Regions from separate parts of the Hordeum vulgare genome. Here region 1 is linked to region 2. Evidence: chromatin contacts called from public Hi-C data. All regions are on one chromosome and are shown on one strand. Each heading gives the region's core, a stretch centred on a gene start, on an enhancer-like site or on the middle of the called end of the contact. The rest is flanking DNA. Distances are from core to core; before and after follow the strand shown.

Region 1 (5,904 bases), core at 2,075-4,574, 130 kb after region 2:
TTCTTGTTTTATTGATTGGCGAGCAAGCTAAAAATTTAAACCCGTGAAAATTCCCGAAAGTTTAGAAATGGGCGAACGCTTTGTAGAATCGTGGGAGGAGCGGCAGCCCCTTGCAGGCTAAAACAAATCGCAAGTGTTTTTTGAGGTGAGCAAAGTAAACAGGGCACATTTCCGTGGGCTTTCTCTACTCTCTGGCGGCGTGGGCCCGAGATGCAGGCGTGGTTCTCCGGCTCTGGCCCCTCGCCCTCCTCGTCGGCGGCGTCTTCCCAGCCGCCGCCGTCTCTGCTCGCGGAATGGAACTCCTATGCCGCCGCCCGCTCCGCCGAGGAGGATGTCGGCGGAGGATTCGGGATCGACATCGAGGCCGCCGTCCGCTCCGCCAACGACCGCGTCAGCGGCACCTTCGGCGTGTAAGCAACCCCCCTCTCGTCGTCACTCCACCTCCTCCTAGGGTTTCTGCAAGTGAATCGGGATGCGGTGGATTCTCCCCAGCTAAGCTTAACTACCGGTGCCATGAATAAATTGTCAGTACCGTAGCGCTTCCCGGATCGCCTCCATGTGGATTCAGATTGCTTCGGTGCTGTTTACGCCAGAGCTACTATTGTAAAAAATAGCTTCTTAGCATTGGCCAATTAGATCCTTCTTAGCCAGCAGTGTATTTCCTCCGGTTATCGCAAAATCGTTATTGAGGATCGTTAGTCAGGACTCAGGAGCAAGTTTTTTTTTTTGCTGAATTAGTCACTTATTAGGTATATACAATCAAGGAATCTATGTTTTGAAGAAGTCACCATCGTGATTCATGTTGTTATATGTGAGCTGTTTAGAGTCATACATATGAAAGCGATTTGTTAATTGTTAGCTCTAAAGCAATTTGAAAGGCTAAACATCACCACAGCTCTTCAAGATTAACTAGAGGAACAATCGTAAAAGATGACATTGACCGAACCTCTAGTTAACCTTTCTTTTAGTTGTTTAGTTTTTTGCTGATTGCCTTGCCATTCTATTTTCTCCAGGGTATCCAAAGGAGTTAGAGGGTTGCCTGGCAGCTTCCAGTCCTCAACAAGCAGTATTCCATCTGGCAAATCTCTCATGTATTTCGGTCTTTTTCTTGCCAGTGGCATTTTCCTAGTTTTCATCGCGTTCACGATATTCCTGCCAGTCATGGTAATAATGCCTCAAAAGTTTGCGATCTGTTTCACGCTGGGATGTGCCTTCATCATTGGATCTTTCTTTGCATTGAAAGGGCCCAAGAATCAGCTCTATCATATGATTTCCAGAGAGGTATCAATTCATTTTCCTTGTCCTTAACTAAGCACCATTCGTGGGAAGCACTGTTCAACAAAACTTGTGATGTTTTCTTCTGTCTTCTGTTAATTTCTATTTTACCACAAACTGCACATATTAGATTGTTTCCATCCAATTCTCTCCTTGAAGATTTTACTTAGGTTATATTGTATATTGTAAACATTTTGCTGGGAGAGCATTTTGTACTTGTATTTTGCTAGTAACGATCAAACAATTCCTCTGCTTTGAAGAAAGTAATAAAAAAGAAAAAGAAAATACATGGTTAAATTTAGACAGTAACACAGCATGTCCTTGAGGCATCGATAATTTGACATGTTATCAAGTGAGCATCCAGTTGTGAAACATCAACGTGAAAAATGCATTGTCGATGATTTTCTGCCAATGGTTAAGCGCTTTTCTACAGAAGATCGAATGTGCGTAGTGTTTTATTGTTTTAAAATGTGTTTTTAGATGATACCATACTTTCTTTTCACAAAATAATATGCACATTTTGGGTTTTATGTATTCTCATATATCATACTTTTTTATTCCAACTGTTTATAGGGAACTTACTGGGTTGTTGATTTAATTAGTTCATATCTTATATTTTATCTATTTAACTTTTATTATATCTCGAAAATTAATATGATTTTGGTACATTTTCTGAAGCTGTTTTAATTTTTCCACAGAGGTTACCTTTCACCATTGGATTTGTTGGCAGCATGTTTGCTACCATCTATGTGTCAATGGTGCTCCATAGCTACATACTTTCTGTTTTCTTCTCTTGTCTTCAGGTGAGAATATCTCCTTTACACCCCCCAATCTCTTGTGCTGTTATCTTTTCCTTCTCTGGATGCTAGTAACAGGAACAATTTTGAAGAGAACTGTGAATTTGTATAGCATGTGAATAGGGCCATCAAACCCCCCTTAAAAGTTGCAGTTTGTGGCATCGTTTATAGAGAACTTACTGGCGTACTGAGCATTCGGTCACTTCTATTAACTTTCAAGCTAACAAAACCGTGGGTCTTCTATTTTTCAGATCCTTGCGCTGGTATACTATGCCATCTCATACTTCCCTGGTGGGTCTGCTGGAATGAAGTTTCTGTCATCTACCCTTGTGGCCTCAGTGTTGAGATGCTTCGGGCGATGAGTTCACCCGTTAGTTGCTCTCGCCCATCTGTCTCAGCCCGTGTTCAGCTCAGTGACATATTTTTGCTTTCTCTTTGACATGGAGAGAGTGCGTCAAAGATGACCCTGGAGCTTGATTGTTCACTGATATACATGCATGTCCAACTTACAGATAGTATTGATCCCATGGAAACTCTGCTCGATGAGACGCTTTGTTCATTATGGACGTGCGTGGAATCGAAATTTAACATACAGACAGATAGTCTCTGAATTTAGCAACACCGCGGCATGCCTTGCGTTCGATCTTGTATCATGTACTGCCTTGGTTACATCACATTTAGCATGCCGACTTCCGGTAAATCAGACGACGATAACACCAAAGCCCTGGACTGCATCGAAATATCCAATCTAAATATCTTCCGCATAGCGAGGCCTCAGAAAATACTGAAAACATTGTTGTAGGGTACAGCATTACACGTCGCGGTGGCGTCCCGCACTCTGTCACTCTACATACGCTGGAGACTGGACCGCATCTTGCATATCCACGGCAGGGTGGGGAAATGAAATGCTCCCATGATACCTTGGTGCCAAAGCCAGCAGGTTGATGCCATCCCTACGTTCACTCTGCATGGATAAAGTCCACATCGCCACCACCACTTGTTCAGTTTTTGGGACCTTGTCTCTCACGGTCTCGCCATAGCGTTGCGTCTACATGTGTGTGTTGTTTAGCTGCGAAAATGGTATTCCTAGTATTTTTGTCTGGCCAGCAGGCGGACGGGCGTTTGGGTGGCGCGGCTCGCCACCCCTATCCCCCAACGGGTGACGGGCGCTGCGCGAGCCAGTGGCCCCTGCATCACGGATCCCCCTCGCCCGTTCGGCATATCCTCCTCACGTCCAGGGTTTATAAGGGGAGAGGGATAGCTCGCACAGCCACCTCACAAAAAGCGCGAGCACAGCAGCCCAGCGTTTGGATTTTGCAGCCGGTCCCGGAGCCTCCTGACCGACACGGTCGCCGCCATGTCTGCCTTCGTCGGGAAATACGCAGGTTATTGCCTTCATCTGTATGCTTCTCATGCGCTCATGGCGCGACATGCTGATGGCCTTTTGCGTGTAGATGAGCTGATGAAGACGGCCAAGTACATCGCGACGCCGGGGAAGGGGATCCTGGCGGCGGACGAGTCGACGGGCACCATCGGGAAGCGGCTGGCCAGCATCAACGTGGAGAACGTGGAGTCCAACCGGCAGGCGCTGCGGGAGATGCTCTTCACGGCGCCGGGCGCGCTCGAGTACCTCTCCGGCGTCATCCTCTTCGAGGAGACGCTCTACCAGACGGCCGCCGACGGCACCCCGTTCGTCGACATCCTCAAGGCCGGCAACGTCATCCCGGGCATCAAGGTCGACAAGGGCACCGTCGACATCGCCGGCACCGACGGCGAGACCACCACTCAGGGCCTCGACTCCCTCGGCGCCCGCTGCGCCAAGTACTACGAGGCCGGCGCGCGCTTCGCCAAGTGGCGCGCCGTGCTCAAGATCGGCCCCGGCGCCGAGCCGTCCGAGCTCGCCGTCAAGCAGAACGCCGAGGGGCTGGCGCGCTACGCGCTCATCTGCCAGGAAAACGGGCTGGTCCCCATCGTGGAGCCCGAGATCCTCACCGACGGCGCGCACGACATCAAGGCATGCGCCGCCGCCACCGAGCGCGTCCTCGCCGCCGTCTACAAGTCGCTCAACGACCACAAGGTGCTCCTCGAGGGCACCCTCCTCAAGCCCAACATGGTCACCCCCGGCTCCGACAGCCCCAAGGCACGTCCCTCGATCTCTCTCTCTCTCCCTACTTCTTCAATCTTCATCATGGTCTCCGTTTGCATGGCTGATCGTGCTCTGAATGGTCGTGTGCATAGGTTGGCGCGGAGGTGATAGCGGAGTACACGGTGGCGGCGCTGCGGCGCACCGTGCCGCCGGCGGTGCCCGGGGTGGTGTTCCTGTCGGGCGGGCAGAGCGAGGAGCAGGCCACGCAGAACCTGGACGCCATGAACAAGCTGCCGGTGCTCAAGCCGTGGACGCTCACCTTCTCCTTCGGCCGGGCGCTGCAGCAGAGCACCATCAAGAAGTGGGCCGGCAAGAAGGAGAACGTCGCCGACGCGCAGGCCACCTTCCTCGCCCGGTGCAAGGGCAACTCCGAGGCCACGCTCGGCAAGTACGGCGGCGCCGCCGCTGGCGGGGACGCCGCCGCCTCCGAGAGCTTGCACGTCGCGGGGTACAAGTACTAAGGCCACCGTCGCCCCCGGCCGCGCCATTCCCGGACCTTGGACCTTGGTGCAACCCATGTGTGCGTGCGCACGACGCGGCACATGGCTTGCGCCGAGATTCGTGCGTGCGTGCAGATATATATATATATGCTCTTCCCTTTCTGCCGTGTACTTAAATTCTCTCTGCCTCACCTTTGCTCCTATTTAACCAGAACTACTAATGATATGTAAGTGGTATATGAAAGTGTGAATGCAACGCTTTTATATGTTTGAGCTTGTTTCATTGGAAAAATGAGTACCAGTAACACTCATGAGATGTATGCTCGGCTCAACAGAGATAAGATTGGTTGGTTCATCCTCGAATATTCTGGTGTTCGTCCCATTTAAATTATACACATATAAAAGATATACTGAAAAAATGGATACAAAACTGAATATTCAGCATTTATAACAGGTTTTAATTAATATACAATGCAAATGTCTTCCTAATTGGTACATCCTGAAATTTCTCCACTGTTCATTTTATTTACAAGAGAAAGAAAGGAAAGCAATATGTACATTATTTTCCACTGAGCGTTCTTCACTGCAGTAATTAGGAGCCCTTCAGGAACATAGAAATTTTACCGAAACGGTTCAATCCACATTTCCCTTGCGGGAAATGGAGAATAAACGCTGCATTCCAACAGGGCCTTAAATCACCGGCTGATTGAAGACACTCCAACCACATTAAGGACGCTAAAATTTATGGGCAACAAGTAAAATTTATGCGGAATTCTGAACATTTTCCACCGAGCTCCTTCCGTATTGGCACACCACAAGCTTCAAAAGCATCAGGCGGTCGGCTTTTAATCAGTACAGCCTGATCCTGGTGGTTATGTGCTGCTGGCACATAGGGCAGCGCACCAATTTTTTCCCGCAATCATAGCAAGTCTGAATTAAACGTGTTAGCAATTTGTATATACAACAAGAATTATGAATAAATGTTGAGAGGAAAGCAAGGGGATATTTTCTGCACCTGATGTCCACATCCAAACGCAAGATCCTTTGATTTATCCATACATATGGCGCATGACTGCAATCACAAAAATTGCAAGGCTTAGTTCCTTTTCCACAAAAATTAGAGGGTCCTTCAGTTACCAAAAAATTTCAGTATACAGAAACTTAGCATTATGAAGAAGAACTCTATTTCATGATCTGCTCGTCGGCAAAAGATGCAAGTGTATGTGTCAAAGTACAGTAAGAAGCT
Region 2 (6,509 bases), core at 2,010-4,509:
ACTGCTGCCAATATGACATCAGGTTAAAAACTGCACTGTCAAAACTGGTATTTTCGCAAAATTTGAAACTGTGTGCAACTTGCCATTTTGTGAGCTCATTTCCTAGTGATCCATGATTCCATGCAACTTGCCATTAGTAGAGTGTTGTTGTGCATCTTTCCCACTACTGCCTCATGCCTTGTTTGAGCATTTTAGAATCATGTAGGTGTAAGCTTTGGTGTGAATAAAATGCCATGGTGCTGTTTTTGGCACATTATAGCGATACCTTGTATTGCTTGTAATTGTTGAACTGTTGCTCCGTTTTGAATGTGCATTATATGAAAACTGATTAGAATCTCATGTAGTTTCATATTATCTTGCTGCCTTCATGGTTGGGAATGTTTGTGGCTGTCATTTGCATACATCTTGCATTCATGGCATAATATCTTGCGATGACCATATCTTTTAAACCATAACTCCGCTGGAGATGATCCATATATGTAAATCGACTAGAATGACGTGTAGAATCATATGAACCACTTTATTCTGCTGTTTAAAAAATATTAAAACAAGTTAGTTTAGACCCGGACAGATTTCAAAATTAACATATAGGGTCATTTCGGGAATGCTATAAGTTGTTTCCGACCTCATTTAATATGCCTAGATAGACAATTTAATTATGCTTCACCTCTGGCCATGTTTAAAAAAACATTTAATATTGTCGCGTACCTAAATGAGAGTGAACTAAATATTTGAATGTGGAGTTTGAGCTTCACTTAATGTGTATTGTTTATTTATTGTGAATTGCCATGCCGTGCCTTGTATAATTAAACCGGACATGCATCATAATTGCTTGCGCATCATATCGTGCATTTGTTGTGATGTTATCGTGTGTTGATTGTTGTTCTGGATTATTTCTTCTCGATAGAGTTCCGAACCATTTCAGAGTGTGAGGATCCATTCAACTACGTTGGTTCGTCTGCTTCGTGGAGTCGTTCTTCTTCCAAGCGGGATCACAGACAAGATGACCATTTTCCTAGATATCATTACTATCATTGTCATGCTAGTTGACTCGTTTCTTTCGCCATGTCTCGCTGCCTACCACTTATTTGTCAGCCTCCCAACATTGCCATGAAAACCTCTAACCTTTCCACAACCCAGCATACCATTGTTTGTCTATGTTACCGCTTGCTCAGCCTTCTTATAGCGTTGCTAGTTGCAGGTGCAGCTGCTTCCATGTGAAACATGGGTTCCTTGTTGTATCACCCTGTTATTGCTATTTAATATAATGCACCTATATACTTGGTAAAAGGTGGAAGGTCTGGCCTTCTAGCTTGGTGTTTTATTTCATCTTTGCCACCTTAGTTTCGGCTACCGGTGTTATATTCCATAATTGAGCGCTCCTAACACGCTCGGGGTTGTTATGGCGACCCCATTGATAATTCATCTTAGTTTAAAATATGTCTCATAAGGCCCAACTTTGGTACTATATTTGCCTAATAACTAACAAAAACGCATAGGGACCCGCCGGCACCCGCGGAGTAATTAATCAACCCCCTGGGCCAGTGCTCTTCATGAGTGTTGGTCCAAACTAGAGCACTGTGCGGGGTCACCCCGGGGTAACTCGGGCGATGTCTATCAGGCCCTGTACACTAGCTTATCCGGTATTGTCCTGAGAACGACATATGCGGCTCCTATCGGGTTCGTCGAAACGTCGGGCGACCTTGCTCGACTTGTTTTACCTTTTACGAAATATCTTGTGCATCGGGATTCCGGTGATGCTTTGCGCTATCTCAGAGTTGAGATCTTCCACTAAGGAATCCGAGAAGATTGCGAGTTTCGTGGTCGAGGATTTCTATGCAGCTTGTGGTAATTTGTGATGGGCTAGTTGGAGCACCCCTACAAGGTTAAATCTTTCGGAAAGCTGTGCCCGCGGTTATGTGGCAAACTTGGAAACTTTGTTTAACATCCGATTCTAGATAAGCCAACTGTGTGCGTAACCGTGACTATCTCTTTCGTGAGATCCTTCTCCGATTGAGGACACGGGGGGGGGGGTATGTGTGACGTAAGTAGGTGTTTAGGATCATTCATTTGGTCATCATTAGTTCACGTCCTCTATGTGTAGATCATCCCCCTCTTATTCTTGTACTCGTAAGTTAGGCACCTCAAATAAATGCGTAGTCGCTTGCTGCAGCCTCGCCACTTAACCATACCTCATTCATTAAGCTTTGCTAGTCTTGGTACCTTTGGAAATGAGATTGATGAGTCCCTGTGTCTCACAGACTACTACAACAACAGTTGCATGTACAAGTAAAGTGATACTTTGACATGAGCGCGATGATTGTTCTATTTGGAGTTTCTTCTTCTTCGTCATCATCGATCTAGGATGAGTTTCAGGGCGGCAGCCTGGGATAGCAAGGATGTACGTCGTTCTTTTACCGTTTGTTTTCGTCCATAGTCGGACCGTGCTCTTCTTCATAATGATTGGATGTATTAATGTATTGTGTGGATCATGATGTAGCTTGTGACGAGTGTAAGCCAATCCCATATACTCATCTCTTCGATACATGTATTTTTAACAATATCCACTTTTGCAAAACGAGGAGATGCGCTTCTATCCCTGTCGAGGCTCCCGCGCCAAAATAAGGATATGATCGCATCTTAGGCGTTACACGTGGTGGCAACACATGAGGCTATTGTTACCAGTCTTGCATCATGAGATTAGTCAATCTATTTGCAGTAAAACATTTTTGTAGCAAAGAAAACATGAAAACCTTCTTTATTGTAATGTTTATCAATCTAAGATATTCATAAGTCGTAGTCATGCTCATATTTCATAATAAATTATTGGAAACATCTAAGTATTATCAATTCAACACACCCAGTTTCTATTCGGGGACATTACAAATATTTTACTCCCTTTGTTTCTAAATATTTGTCTTTTTAGAAATATCACTACGGAGTACATACGGATGTATATAGACATAATTTAAAGTGTAAGTTCATTTATTTTGTTTCGTATAAAGTCTGTAGTTGAATCTTTAAAAAGCAAATATTTAGGAACGGAGGGAGTAGCATACAAACTTCAACTTGCTTTATAATTTTGGACCACAATCTTAAAAACAAACAAACTGAGAACTGATTATGGGAGAAGCTGATTTGAGGGAAGTTTTCCAAAAGCTGATTCTTAACTATCCGTTATCTCTAGTGCCGCGCTCTCCTCTCCGCCCACCCTCCCCCCGCCTTCCATCTCCACAAACACGCACAAAAAAGGGCCAAAACTCCACCGGGAAAAGGGTAAAGCGGGGAAGCCATGGCGCTCTCCAGCTGGAGCATGCGCCTCCCCTACAGCCCCTCCCGCCCCACCCTGGGCCCTCGCCGCAGCCGCCTCCTCTTCAGCCCCTCCGGCCCCATCCTCAACTCTCGCCCCAGCCGCCTTCCCCACCTCCCCGCCACGTCCCACGTCCCCGATTCCGGCCGACGCCGCTGCCTCCGCCTGGGCCGCCCGCCCCATGCGTACATCTCGGCGCCGGCGCCCGGCCCCGACGCCTACCAGTCCCCTTCCTTTGACGCCGCAGAGGCGGCTGCCGATGTGGCCGCCGCCATCTCCTCAACTGACGCCATCACCTGGGCCGGTGTCTGGGCCCTCCTGTCGCAGCACAAGGCCCGCCTAGCGATCTCCCTCGCTGCGCTCCTCGCGTGCACGACCTGCACCCTCTCCATGCCGCTCTTCTCAGGTATGCTTCAGCCTTCAGGCCCTCTCTGTCGATGGATGCTGGCCAGTTTCTGAATGTGGTGGCTGTCTGTTCACACAGGGAGGTTCTTCGAAACCCTGATAGGGAGGGGGTCCGAACCCTTAACGAGGCTCTTGTCCAAAATTGCGGTATTATATACGCTGGAGCCGATATTTACCATCGTCTTTGTGATCAACATGACTGTGGTCTGGGAGAAAGTGATGGGGAGACTGCGGAGCCAGATATTTCGGAGGATTCTGATCCAAAAGGTAAATGTTGGAGCCAATAACGCTCTACTTACAGCTTTGATTGCTTGGTGTATTGCTGTTATGCTGTTCTCGAACTTAGCTAAGCATGTCTGGTGTGCTTTTCCAGCAATTGCACTACGTTTATGTCTGCTATTTTGCTGTTGTTATCACTTCTGTGATTTGTGTAGCTGATTTAGTTCGTAAGTTGTGCTGAATTGGAAGCATTAAGTGACATTGTACCAGTAGTGTTTCAGTGATGAGAATTTTGACCACTGCTAAGGGGCTAGTAATTTCAGTTCATATGCAAATATGTTGATTGTTCTTTATTGCTGCCAACAGATTTGATTGTCACTCCTTTGTTACTTTATTAAACATCTAATACACAATAACTGAAATTATCTTAGCATTATGATGAAATGGTTCATGAAACCTATTCCATGCCTAGGCTGAACCAGCTCTACTGCATCATTTGTATGCACTTTAGAGGTGACAGCAAAGCTAGCCGCAAGTATTTATGTTGAGTCAGTCAACTCTCCTTTAGGCATTGTACACGATGGAGTTACAAGGACTAGAATTGACAGAGGTGCATGCTGTGATGTGATATGGTTTTATCTGTCTATAGCCACGCACACTGAAGTGTAATAAACTAAACTAATTAATCTGCACGGAAGTGATAAGTTAAGCTCATAACCTGCTAAACTGCTTCGCTATGCAGTCTCATTGCCCCTTTTCTTTTGGATAATGGCTACATTTTTATACAAGGCCGTCTTGTGCCAATCTGCCATACTAAACATATTTATACTACTTCTCATATGCACATCATGTTATTTTAATAAATGTTCTTTTTTTAATCTTGCAGATGGTATTTTTTGATCGTCACAAGGTATGCCAGTTGACATACAATGTTCATGATTATTACTTGGAGAAAAATATGTCAACCATAAATTTCAAGTTCCCATCCAATTCAAAATCTTTGTAATACTGTTAAATGATACAGTGGAAGGACATAAAAAGTCGCTTGTTCATATAAAATCTGGTAAGATGTTAAATGTTGACATGTGACTATTATTCAATCATGGTAGTAACAAAATTCAATTTAGGCTGTCGGTGTGTGTGCATGGTACACGGTTATTGAAGATTCAATAAGAACCACATTTCAGTATAAAAAAGGTTACTGAGCAAATGTTGCATGAGATTTTCACTCTATTTGTTACACATTTCGTGAATATAGCTTAGCAAAAGAGAAAATATCTTACTTCTTTATGTTTAAAAATCATTGTACAGCAGCATGATTTAGTTTGGTTTGTCATAAAATTGTACTGCGTACTCTTTCGTAGAGATGCATACTTCTCTTAAAATTATGTCAACCAAAAGATGTCTTGATAGATACACACCTATTGCTGAGTACTGACAAAACTAGTTAGTTGATGCCAACAAGCTATTCCATTATTTCATCTCTAGCAAGTTATACCATGATGTTTTTACGCATTTGAGTTACTTGACCTTACTGTTTAGTGTCAGTCATAGAAACTTATGTCGATGTACCTTCCAAAAGAGCATAGGAGAGTGGTGATGTATTGGTGTGGTTGTCTCAATAAATTGGCAGTAATTAGTCTGCTTGATGTCTTGGTGCAAATATCTTAATATCATTTATGGCAGGTCGGCGAGCTAACTGGATTGTTGACATCCGATTTAGGTTCTTTGAAGGGTGTAGTAAGTGACAACATATCAAGAGATCGTGGGCTAAGGGCATTTTCTGAGGCAAGAAATTTTACATTATGAGAATGTAAGCTTGATGCTGCTAAATGCTAAGAGTTTGATTGGTGTAATTACATAATCTCTCAGGGCTAATTGTAATGCCCCTTAACTATGCCCTTTAGTTCTAACCATTGTTCACCCGCAACCTACTATTTCATTCATATCATGTACCCCCACTGTCCCAAAATAAGTGTCGCTGATTTAGTACAACTTTAGTACAAAGTTGTACTAATTGAGGGACATTTATTTTAGGATGGAGGTGATATTAATTTAATGATCTTAGTTACTTGCACCATGTCTCATGCTGGCCTCATAAAGCATTTTTCTATTCTATTTTCAGATCACTGGTACATTGTGTATACTTTTCACATTATCCACTGAGCTTGCTCCTGTTCTAGGACTCCTCATAGTCTCTGTCTCCGTAATAGTTGGTAATTTTCTGAAAGCTATATGTGTGGGACATGTCGTTTATTGTTTATACTGTGTATGCCATTTGCTTCAGATTGCTAGTGGTTTGCATCATTCGGAAATGTTAAAGTATGTTTTGTAAATGGACTATTATTTGTGGTAAATAACCGTAACAGGTTTGCTAAGGACCTATGTTTGGAGGCTGATCCCTCATATCCTATACCTTTTTAAATTTGGTTTTGAGCCTCTGAAGAACCTAAATATAATCTTGGCATTAGATTTGTGATTTCTCTTAAAAGTAACACGTATGTCATATGCTCAAAAGCTCGATTCTTCTTTGTGTTCAGCTAATGAAAATTATTTCTATTTATGTTTTTCCTAC

What was found. A called contact is a pair of places that touch in the nucleus more often than the background predicts.
Region 1: a contact with region 2 is called in a Hi-C map of leaf, with 6 times the contacts expected there. The contact joins the promoter of LOC123411524 here to the promoter of LOC123409648 in region 2. A contact is called at or near these places in 4 of 6 Hi-C or Micro-C datasets (all in leaf).

What each region holds. Positions count from the first base shown.
Region 1 is chr7H:532,128,281-532,134,184 of MorexV3_pseudomolecules_assembly, forward strand. LOC123411524 (fructose-bisphosphate aldolase 5, cytosolic-like) reads left to right here and starts at 3,325. Exons shown (of 3, transcript XM_045104490.1): 1 at 3,325-3,457; 2 at 3,527-4,212; 3 at 4,311-4,928. The coding sequence starts at 3,430. The coding sequence ends at 4,679. LOC123411525 (protein transport protein SFT2-like) reads left to right here and starts at 143. Exons shown (of 4, transcript XM_045104491.1): 1 at 143-410; 2 at 1,014-1,281; 3 at 1,974-2,078; 4 at 2,324-2,713. The coding sequence starts at 211. The coding sequence ends at 2,434. LOC123411523 (E3 ubiquitin-protein ligase RGLG3-like) reads right to left here. Exons shown (of 12, transcript XM_045104487.1): 11 at 5,674-5,730; 12 at 5,010-5,588. The coding sequence ends at 5,508.
Region 2 is chr7H:531,993,364-531,999,872 of MorexV3_pseudomolecules_assembly, forward strand. It overlaps LOC123409648 (ABC transporter B family member 28), which reads left to right and starts at 3,260. Exons shown (of 16, transcript XM_045102504.1): 1 at 3,260-3,716; 2 at 3,795-3,982; 3 at 4,821-4,844; 4 at 5,621-5,722; 5 at 6,060-6,150. The coding sequence starts at 3,293.